Linked DNA regions of Gasterosteus aculeatus: region 2 is linked to region 1. Evidence: chromatin contacts called from public Hi-C data. All regions are on one chromosome and are shown on one strand. The core of a region is the stretch at or near the end of the contact, and the rest is flanking DNA. Distances in the headings are between cores, read along the strand shown.

What was found. A called contact is a pair of places that touch in the nucleus more often than the background predicts.
Region 2: a Hi-C map of skeletal muscle shows a contact between it and region 1, with 7 times the contacts expected there. The contact joins two enhancer-like sites. A contact is called at or near these places in 6 of 6 Hi-C or Micro-C datasets (blood and trunk muscle, liver, skeletal muscle and 2 more).

What each region holds. Positions count from the first base shown.
Region 1 is chrX:13,195,767-13,201,174 of fGasAcu3.hap1.1, forward strand. LOC120808754 (a long non-coding RNA gene) reads left to right here. Exons shown (of 6, transcript XR_013451157.1): 6 at 1,791-2,694. Among protein-coding and RNA genes, the nearest start is that of LOC120808754, 7.0 kb to the left of the region's middle. Within about 2 kb of position 4,120, at least 3 of the 9 cell types and tissues checked have open chromatin away from gene starts, as enhancers often do.
Region 2 is chrX:13,239,217-13,244,354 of fGasAcu3.hap1.1, forward strand. LOC120808614 (OTU domain-containing protein 7A) reads right to left here. Exons shown (of 13, transcript XM_078082813.1): 8 at 4,889-5,001; 9 at 3,457-3,584; 10 at 3,237-3,386. Among protein-coding and RNA genes, the nearest start is that of LOC120808613, 21 kb to the right of the region's middle. Within about 2 kb of position 1,780, at least 1 of the 9 cell types and tissues checked has open chromatin away from gene starts, as enhancers often do.

The DNA.
Region 1 (5,408 bases), core at 2,870-5,369:
GAATGGACACAATGGTTAGCGGAGCTCAGTCATTTGGAAGACTTCCAGATTCTTAGGTGCCTAAAACCATTAGACTTTGGAGAAGTCATCACAGCACAATTGCATCACTTTACAGATGCAAGTGAAGGTTATGGTGTTGTGACCTGCTCTTGTAAAATGCACAGTCCCTGGTGCATAGCGCCTTTGTCATGGGAAAATCCAGGGTAGCTCCATTGAAGTCAGTTTCGATACCTCGTATGGAGCTTACGGCTGATACCATGGCAAGCCGTATGGACACGTTTGGAAAAGCAAATTAAATATGAGGCTTCAGCCATCATTGTTTTGGGCAGATAGCAGTTTCAGAAATCCTTAAAGCGTATCAGGCATCGCAATGGAGGTATGTAAGCACCACGAGCAATCCAGATGTGGCCTCCAGAGGGTTGAAGGTAGCTGCGTTCCTCAAGAATAAGACCTGGCCGTCAGGACCAGAGTATCTGCTACACCCTGAACAGGACTGGCCTGCGAATCCAGATGATCCAGAGGTCAAGGTTAGCGTTACAGTGAATGCCATGCAAGGGTCAGAGGTGGACGCCACCACTCGCTTAGTGAATCACTTCTCCTCTTGGACTCATCTGAAAAGGACCGTGGCTTGGATCCTCAGGTTTAAGAATCTGCTCTTGTCCCTCAGCCAGAAAAGGAGGCAGCTGAACTTGAGTAAGCAACAGCACCTTTCCTCAGAGCATAAAGCGGAGGTGATCAAAGCCCAGGCCTGTAGCGGTTTGCTCACAGTGGAAGAACTAACGAAGGCAGAATTTGAAATTATCGAGTTTTGCCAGAGAAGGTGGTTTTCTGATGAGCGTATCAGACTGCAGACTGACACGAGTGTTGGGAAGAACAGCTTCATTTACAAGCTTTCGCCAGTGTTTGAGGATGCATTTTGAGAGTTGTTGGAAGACTAAGTAGGGCAGCTATGCCCTAAGGAAGTAGGCATCCCATCATCTTAGCCAAAGATTCCCACATCTCCAACATTCTTCTCAAACATATTCATGAAGAGGTGGGCCATGGCGGACGCAATTATGTGTTGTCAAGATTACGTCAGAGGTATTGGATTCCAGGTGCTACTACAGCTATAAGGAGACTCCTGTCTCCTGTCCAAGTGCGTGGTCTGTCGTAGGTTGCAAGCCGCTCCAGGGTGCCAACAGATGGCAGATCTGCCTGTTGACAGTCTGCCCAGAAAAAGCTCCATTCACCAGGGTAGGAGTGGACTTCTTCGGCCCTTTCGAAGTCAAGAGCTGAAGGAGCATGGTGAAGAGATATGGAGTCTTGTTCACCTGTTTGACAATACGAGCGATCCATATTGAAGTAGCATCTTGTTTGGATACCAGTGCTTTTATCAATGCACTGCGACGTTTTGTAGCAAGGCGCGGCCAAGTCCAGCAAATATGCTCGGATAATGGAACAAACTTCGTTGGAGTGAGCTGAGGGAGGCTATTGAAGTCTGGAATCATGCTCCGATTAATGACATTCTTCTACAGAAAGGTATCAAGTGGAACTTTAATCCTCCTACTGGTTCACATCATGGGGGAGTTTGGGAAAGATTGATAAGATCCATACGTAAAGTTCTCAATTCTACCTTTAAGGTACAGAATCTTGATGAGGACGGATTTCATACCGTTCTCTGTGAAATATATAACTCTGAGTCATCATTAATGGTTGTCCGCTCACCAACTCTTCTCCCGATCCTAATGATTTGGAGGCATTGACCCCCAATCATTTGTTGCTGCTGAAAACATCCCCATCTCTACCACCAGGGGAGTTTCAGAAGGACGACCTCTACACTTGTCGCCGCTGGAAGCAAGTCCAGTACATGTCCGATCTGTTCTGGAAGCAATGGGTCCAGGAGTACTTGACGCAGCTCCAGGAACGCCAGAAGTGGACTGGCGTGAAACGCAACTTCGTGATTGGAGATATAGTGCTCATTGTGGACGAGACAGCATCTCGTAATTCCTCGGTCATGGGAAAGGTAATTCAAACCTTTCCAGACAGAAAAGGACTAGTACGAAGGCTACTCATCAAGACTAAGACCAATTGTTTAGATAGGCCAATAACCAAAGTCTGTTTGCTACTGGAAGCAGAGGTCTGAAGAGACAATTACTTTTGACTGACTTATCTACTCACACGACAAAAGGTGGTGGTAAAGATCACCTTGACAGGCTAAGTGCTTGAACCTCTGGCCTAGACTAGACTCGTCGTGAAAGAAGATGACTACAAACCCTTACTGGAATATTAATCATGAGCATTCGTTTGATGTATGTTTTATGGTGTTTTTTGTAATTACTACAGTGTTATATTTAGGGGCTGGGATGTAGCGGCAGTCTGCCACTTCCTGCGTGTGAGTGTTGGTACTTTTTTAAATTTTGAAATGTAATTAGCATCACAGTCACGTGGGCAGGGGTGCAGTGGTTTATGAATGAGTGTAGGCACCTAGGCAGAGGGATGGTTGTATGGACATGGGGGTGAGTTGGGAGACGATACTTTTTGTTGACCGTATTCTACAGCGCACTTTATTGCATCGTTGCACAGCATGTATCGCTTCGCCTGCTTGGATGTTTTTTAACTTGACTTTCGGACAATAAAATGCCGCACACCACACACTGCAATGACTTGTTTTGCCACCGGCTGACTAAACAATAATTAAACAATTATTTAAAACTACACATTTGTAATCTTTTTAAACTTTGAGATAACCATTTCTACACATGTTGTCGTCGCAGCACGTGTTGGATAACTGAACAGCAGGATTCATGTGGATGAATAAAATCAAAAAGTGGAGCTCACAGAAACACATTGGAACAGTGAGGAAAGAAGGACAGTTTCCACTTCTCTTTATTTCAAACTTAGTGTTGTCCATGAATTATTATTTTTTCCCTACTCCATCCCAACCAAGTGTCTCAACGTTGTCTCCTCCTAAGAATGGATGAGGATAAGGACCATTTCTCCTAGTAAGCAGACACATATGAGCTTTATCCACGGCTGAGGCTTTAGAGATTATTCGGCTCTAGGAGGAGTAATAGCACTCAACGGAGCAGAAAAAACACGTAATATTGTTTTTTAACAACTGATATTGTTTTCAACAAGTCTCGTGTGACCAATGAATATGAAAACTCTTCACTATAAGCGCAACTGTGTGTTGCGTTATATGAACGATGTATGTCACGTCATGGATATCTGTAACATCATTAATGCTGGAGAGAAAAGAAGTTTGGCGCCCTTTGCCGATTTGTAATAGGAGGTATTGGAAACTACAGAATCTTGCCACAACCCAAAGTTGTTGACATTACATAGTTTAACTGAAGATAGATCAAATTGAAAAAAGATCCAACCGGATATGACCATATCTGTGGCAGATGAGGTGTGAGCTTTCCAGTTAGTACTGTAGGAATAGCTCGCCCATGTGCCTGACTCTATGTGGGGGGACGGTGAAGGTACAATTCTGGTAGCAGCAGCAGTATATATCAGCTACATACTGTACCTCAAACACTACAAATCTAAAAGTACTTGGAACAATTCATTCCCAGTTTGCTCCACAGGAGGGCGCTCTGACCTCTTGAACGGCCAAGGAGCTTATAAACGAATGTCTCTCTGACCATGGGGGTCACAGGGCGTCAGTTTGTGTTTTGACTCTATAATTAATTTGTCTCAAAGGTCATAACCTCAGCTAGAACCGGGATAAGAAATCTGCACGCTCGACACAGAGGGAAACATCATGGCATGCTAGTTTCCAGTTTCATTTCAGGCTTCTGCTCTGCTGTATTAAGCTCAATTTACCTTTGGTTGTTTAACATGATAATTTGTCAAAGTCTTGTGTGAATAATGTCATCACATAAGCCGGATGGGATAAAAACAACAGCTGGAAAGCAGGGTGAAACGACTTCCACGTGTGAAACTCGAGAAGCAGACACTCTTCAAGGAAGAGGACGTGTTTCACTTGCTTGGAAAAAAACCTCCTACAACAAACTAGTTTCTTTCGCTTTTGTGTGTGCACTTTTTTTTATCAAGGTAATCAGCCATGACGTACAGTAACAAAACAATAAAAGGTGCGTGTTTCTGACACGGTGAGCGGCCACTGTTTCTCCTTGTTGCTAGGGAAACAGACCACGCCCTCACCTGAGAGCTCGGTTCCCCAGGTGTGTTCGTTCCCTCGGCCCTGCAGAAGAGGACAAACACATTCAACTGATAATGACTAGCACGAAGCTGGACAAAGATGTGTTTAAAAAAGTCACATGTGTACAGGGGGGACAACAACGTGCCACCGATGTGTGAGTGTTGACGCTTCGTCTGTCTCCACAGACCAAATGCACTGCCGAAACGGTCATGTTAGCGCATGTTCCTGCTGCTTTTTGCATTTCCACAGCTCCTTGTGCTCCCCACATAACAACCACGTATGAGGCGTTACACTTGATTTGTATGTCTTTCAACCTCTGGGGGGGGGGGCACGTATATATATATATACATACAGGTAATTTAGCTGACCCTTTTATGAAAAGAGACTTAAATTGCATTTTTAACCCATGGTTTTTACATTTTTGCCCAGGGAGCAATTAGGGAATCGGTGTATTGCTCAGGGACACTTTGACATGGGACATGGGGGAGCCAGGGTTCGAACCACCAACCTTGAGCTTCTCAGCGTACCCTCTCATATGAGATTTCACTCATACACACCAATGAGATTTCACTCACACACACCAGTGAGATGCACACAAGTGTTTCATTAGTACGCGTAGGAGTAAAAGAGTAAAAGTAATGTGCGCGAGAGCATTTCAATAGCGAACGTAAGAGTGTCTCAGTTTCATTAGGATGCGTGAGAGTGTCTCAGTAGTTAAGTCCTAAACGGCTCCTCATACTCTACTCCATGTGCCACCGTCAACCCAATCAATCCCAACAATATATATTGACAGTCACGGACATCAAAAACCTGATGTGCCGTAACCTTAACTCTTAAAGAACACAAAAGAGACATTTGTATTTTTTTGTGTATTTTTGCTGCATTGAACTTCTTCCTACAGTAGTATAAAACATTGTAACAGAATAATTACATTTTTTTCATGTTTGGATTATTTTATAAATATAAAGCTTCATTGTCAGTTACTTTCCAATGGTTTTATTGCTCAATCAGTATTTTTTTAAACCATTCCTTAAGCACTTTTTTCCTATTTACTTAATTTACTGATGCCAAACTGCATTGTGTGTTAAATAGAAATGGAACTGAAATATGTTGACGGTCTGCTGTATCCACGCTGTCAAGCGGAGCAGACGCGTAATTCAAATATGTACTCTTCTCACGTTAAAAACGACATGGCTTCTTCTTGTCAAAACAAAAATTCTGGTTTTCAAACATGTTTTAATGAGCAGGTAATATAAGTGAAATG
Region 2 (5,138 bases), core at 530-3,029, 41 kb after region 1:
ATTTTACACCTTGCAACAGGAAAAGCATGACCAATGCCTGTGGCCCCAGAGAGAGAAACGGCAACGAGAGCAGTGGCATATTCAGCGGAAAATAGAGGGATTTCCTAAAAGGCTCCTACCCCGAAGAATTTAGTCATAATTAAAAACACACAGAGACAAAAAGCAGTTAACCGGCTCCCACTCAGTTCCCACTAAGGGTCATGCGGCAGGCAGCGGAGGTTTGTGAGGTGGCGTCCCGGCTCCCACGATGCAGCTGTCCTCCTTTCACGCCATTCCAAAGTTCTGTGTGTGTGTGTTGTTGTTGTTGTTGTTGTTGTTCCTGCTTGGGCACGGTCCAGATTTTAGGGATTCAACACTGCCAATTGAGCTCCGGGGGACTAAATTGTGCTGAAATGTATTTACTATCCCTGTTGGCGGCCTTGTTTTGTTGTCCTTGAATGACCGACTCCCATAGCTTACGCGCAGATGACATCATCACAGCCCTCCGCGGTATTCAAGCTGTGCACTCAGCAACATACCCGCCAGCCTGCATCGCCTTGCTACATTGGCATCTTTGATTCGGCGGGGGGGGGGGGGCTTAGGTGTAACCTGTGAGGAAACAGCTGTTGGAAATGAGGTGGATAACCTTTCTTAGCATGCGCTTACGTGGTCCGATTGCTTTTTTTTTTTTAGTTACACAAAATGAGCCATCCTGCCTTGTGTCATGAGAGGGGATTCTCTCTCCTCTTGAAAGTGAAATCCTCGAGTGGAAAAAAACTCAACCATTGCAAGCTTATATTCACAGCAGGGACACTGGGCCAATGTTTCCTCTGTTTTTCAGTTCAAGAACAATTTGTACTCAAAAATCCTTGACTTGACTTCACTCTGCAGAGCTGCAGATTTACAAAGGATTGCCTGAGCTTCTTTCAGCCACTGATTTTAACAGAGGAACCATGGTGGTAATTAGAAGAGCATCCTATTCTAAGTAACATGTACAACTGCATCAAGTTTTAATTCTGATAGCCACATTGATTTAATTGCGCCAGCTGCATTTGGAGAAATACACTGGGTGTCTTTGATAGATAGAATAGTGGAACCTGGCCAGACCTGGATGGTTACGCCGCACCGTTATGTAGGTGGTCTTTGTGTAAAAGACGGCCATTTACTTCATTGAAATGGGTGTCAGGGGGTTGATGGTGGGATGCCAAAGAAAACCTGGAAGTGTTTTGGTTCAGCGGCCATAACTTGAAATAGCGCCACAGTTTTTTAGAGGTCCAGTTCCACTCATTCACAGTTTAACCACCGCAGTACAAACAAGCTGATAAAAGACATCGGCAACAGCGCCTACTGAAGAGCCAGTCATCATCACACAGCAGGTGACCAGCAGCAGGATGAAAGCTCCGGGCTAACCTGACTACCTCATTCAGAAAAAAAGACACTTTACGGTTTTGAAAAGATTATTTAGAAATAACCTCTGACTTTACACACCTCTCCTTTTTGTTTTCACTATCCACCATCAATGTAGCCCTAGCAGCCATTCAAGGGGTCAGCAGCAGTGTGATTTAGGGTCAGGTTACTGAGGTGGGGGGGGGACACTTCCTTGTAACCCACCGACGGCCCTACCGACGGCTGAAGAAAGAGCCAGTATTCCAAGCCAGCCTCTGGCACCTGAACACACCAGGGGCCAACGGCCTCTTGGACGCTCTTCGCTGTTGCCGGGGGAAACTGAGACCAAAGGCTCCACCTGAGACGTCCACACACCGGCCTGACTGGAAGCAGAGAGGATGGGTCTGTGTAGGCCCCGCCCCGGGACCCCGTCTATATGTGGTGATGAAGTTAGGGCTTAGGGGCCCGCTGGTGCTCTTCTGTCCTAATTGGCATTGGAAGATTAGATCTGCCCGTCTGTCTGACCCTCTGCCTGTCTGTCTGGTATTCGATCAGTGATATAAGCCCGTATTGTAGCATTTCTTAAAATTCAGAAAGACACACTCGTACCATTATACATCATAATTACCTCTTACATACATAACAGAGGAAAACAAGCCCAGATTTGTATCATTGCGGTGAAATATGAGTCACTACATGACGAACAAATGCACCAAGCTAGGCGTGCAAATGTTTTCAGACTGCAAACAAAACGCACTGTGATCCTATCACAGGACACAGTGTACCAGAATGAAAAAGTACAGTCATGCGATGGTGTAGTGATCTAGCAACAGCCGGTTATTTGGACATATGCACCATCTGGTGGACAAAAGGAGAACCCGATTAGCCACATTAAAACGGCCAAAAGAAGCTGAATAGCTAAGTGGTGTGTGGGGCGGGCTGCCTTTGATGTGCTGCTGGCATTAAAGACAATGACTTCAGGGCTCGGCCTGCAGGTTAGTAATCACGTCTGTCTGCCAGCCTGCAGTGGTTGTGCACAGATTTAATAACCAGGTTGGTGTTAAAACGACGAGAACAGGAAACTCACACGCTCAGAAAAGCACAAGAGGAGGATGAGGAGGACAGGAAGGAAGAAACAGTTTGCATAAGTGTTCGAGGGGGAGAAGGAGGGAGAAAAGGAGCCAGAGGGACGGAGTTGGCCGGCAGCCCACACAAGAGACAAGCGAGTTCTCCACCCACTGAGTCAGATAAAGACGAGTGCCGTGACTACTTAGACTGGTTGTCAAGGAGATCCTCTCTATTTGTCAATTAAAAGGAACTCCATGTGAAGATTGCTCAGGCCTCGAGAATGAGCAACACATCCGGAGTGGGAGCACAACAAGACGAGAACAGTCACTCAAAGCAAACGGAAAGTCGGCATAACACAATCGACGTGTCCTACGCAGCGACATACCACGGACCCCCGTGAGAGAGGCAAACTGCATACGGAAACACGTACTGTAACAAATCTAAAGTCAAACAGTGACCTCGGAGAGAGAAATGTAGACAAACAACACCGTACAATTGAACAATTTGGTGCTCAGTGCGTCCCTGTCGGCCCCTCCCAGGCTCCCACCGTCAACCGGCCTGCTTTAATAATGGATCACAGGTAATTAAACTGCCGTCTCATACATTATTCACCTCGGGCAGACCACTCGCCCTCATTCTTGCGATCAAGCCACTTAAAGTTAAGAGACTGCCTAACTAATGCACGTCGCAGCGGGTGACACTGCTGTCAGGAAACAGGAGGTCAACAAAAAAAAAAAAAAATCGCCTCCTTTTCGTCAAGATTATGCAAGTGTTTTTTTTTGTGACGATGCACAGTTGCGTACCTTGCTCTCGCTGCTGGTCTCTCTGCTCCATGGACACCAATGCGGAGAAGTGAGCCTGATCGTAGGCCAGGACCAGAGGGGAGCAGTGACAGCGGCTCGGGGGGACCTCCAGAGGCAGATAGAGCCCTCCAAACGGGATGGGAGCAAACGCTGGAACGCAACATCTGGTGTCAGCGCTCTGCTCATCCAACCCAATCAGTGCAAGATGCGGTCAGCCTACCTTCTCCCCCCGAGTCTCTGAGCATTGTGTCCGCCACCACTACGATTGGCCTGCGTAACACGTGGGCCAGCACAAACACATGGAACTCCTCCAGACTCTCATAGACCGGATCCTCAGAGTTATCCACCCTGCGAGAGAAACAACGACAACCATGTAACACATTGGGATCATGGGATACTGTGACCGTTTCCTGACTTGGAATTGACTGGTGCAAAAAACATCTGCCAAAACAGTAAATGCCAAGAGCCTGTGTGATCTGACCTGATCCGTTTTGCCCTCTGGCTACCTTAAACAGACTGGTACAAAGATCCGTATGTTCGTAAATGAGATTGAATGAGAGAGGGCAGGAGAGATAAAGAGGGAGGGAGGCTTGAGGCCGAGAGGAAAAGCAGAGGCAGAGCTATCGGGCGTGAGACCACCAGGGAACCAGAGGATGTGCAACAATTAAGTTGTCAGCCACGCAGCCAAATTCACTCTAATAAAGAGCCTCTTAATATGAGAATCCCACTCATTCTATTTAGGGGCTCATCTCGCACCAGGACAATCAAACGTCCCTGAACTGATTACTGTATTAGAGTCTAACTCAGGCAGGTTAAAACTCACCAGAGAGAAGGAGTAAATTGTGGGATATTTTCAGTGATGGAGGGCTTTGATACCGGGCGAGTTAATGCCGGCGAGGACGGCTAATTCCACAGTTATTCAATTGTTTTCAGACGCTGCTGTCCCACTATCAATACAATAGTCTTTGCCTGGTTTCTTACAGGGTTTTTAAATGCACCCTTTACATTTTTTTAACCGCATTTTCCGCAGGCTACCACAACCGGGTTGAATCCCATCTTATGTAAGTCAACAATATTTGAATAAACAGTTGTGTTTTTTTCTCGATCCAAAATAGAGCTGCGATGCCGATCGCCTACAAAACAGAAAGCGTGTGCAACAATTTCAGTGAGAATGGAAACGAGAGACAAACCACCAGGTTTCTGTGCGTAGGAGGAGGAAACTACATTTAGTTTCCAAACTGCCTCAGTAGCTTGTGATAAACCCACTCCTACACTTGTTTACGCAAAAGGTGGGGGTGGGGAAGGGTGGAGGAGACGAACGATTAATACCGATGGCAGCCAGTAGGTGGCACATTCTCACACTGCAGCTTCAGCAATGTTATTAAATCATGCAGTCGATTAAAAAGAGCAACTGTACGAGGGGGAGCAATTAATTGCCACGACGCGCTCATCTTAGTGAGGAGGTCACTCCTGCTTTAATCGGGGGCCTCCTGCGGTGACTCAACGTACGAGCCATTACAGCGCGGCGGGAGAGTGTGATGTGGGACGGGAGCGGTGCGACTCGCCGTGGCTGCTCGGTTTCGTTGGGAACGGAAGACGCGCTGCGTCTCGGGAGGAAGAATTGGGGATGGAACGGGAGGGAAGTGGCTTACCCTCCACTCGTGTGGCCGTTTTTGCTGAGGTGAGTGCGCGGCTCGCTGGAGGCCAACTTCAGCAGCTCGTTCCACTCCCTCTCCCACTCGTCCTCGGTGTACACCAGCCCCGACTGCACCAACACACACACACGGACAATAGTTATCTCTATTCTTCATAGTTCATCTACAACGTTATCTCCAGAAGCGCTACGCATACACTCATATTGTCATATCTTTGCTGTTTACGGATGGCTTGATGAAAGAAACG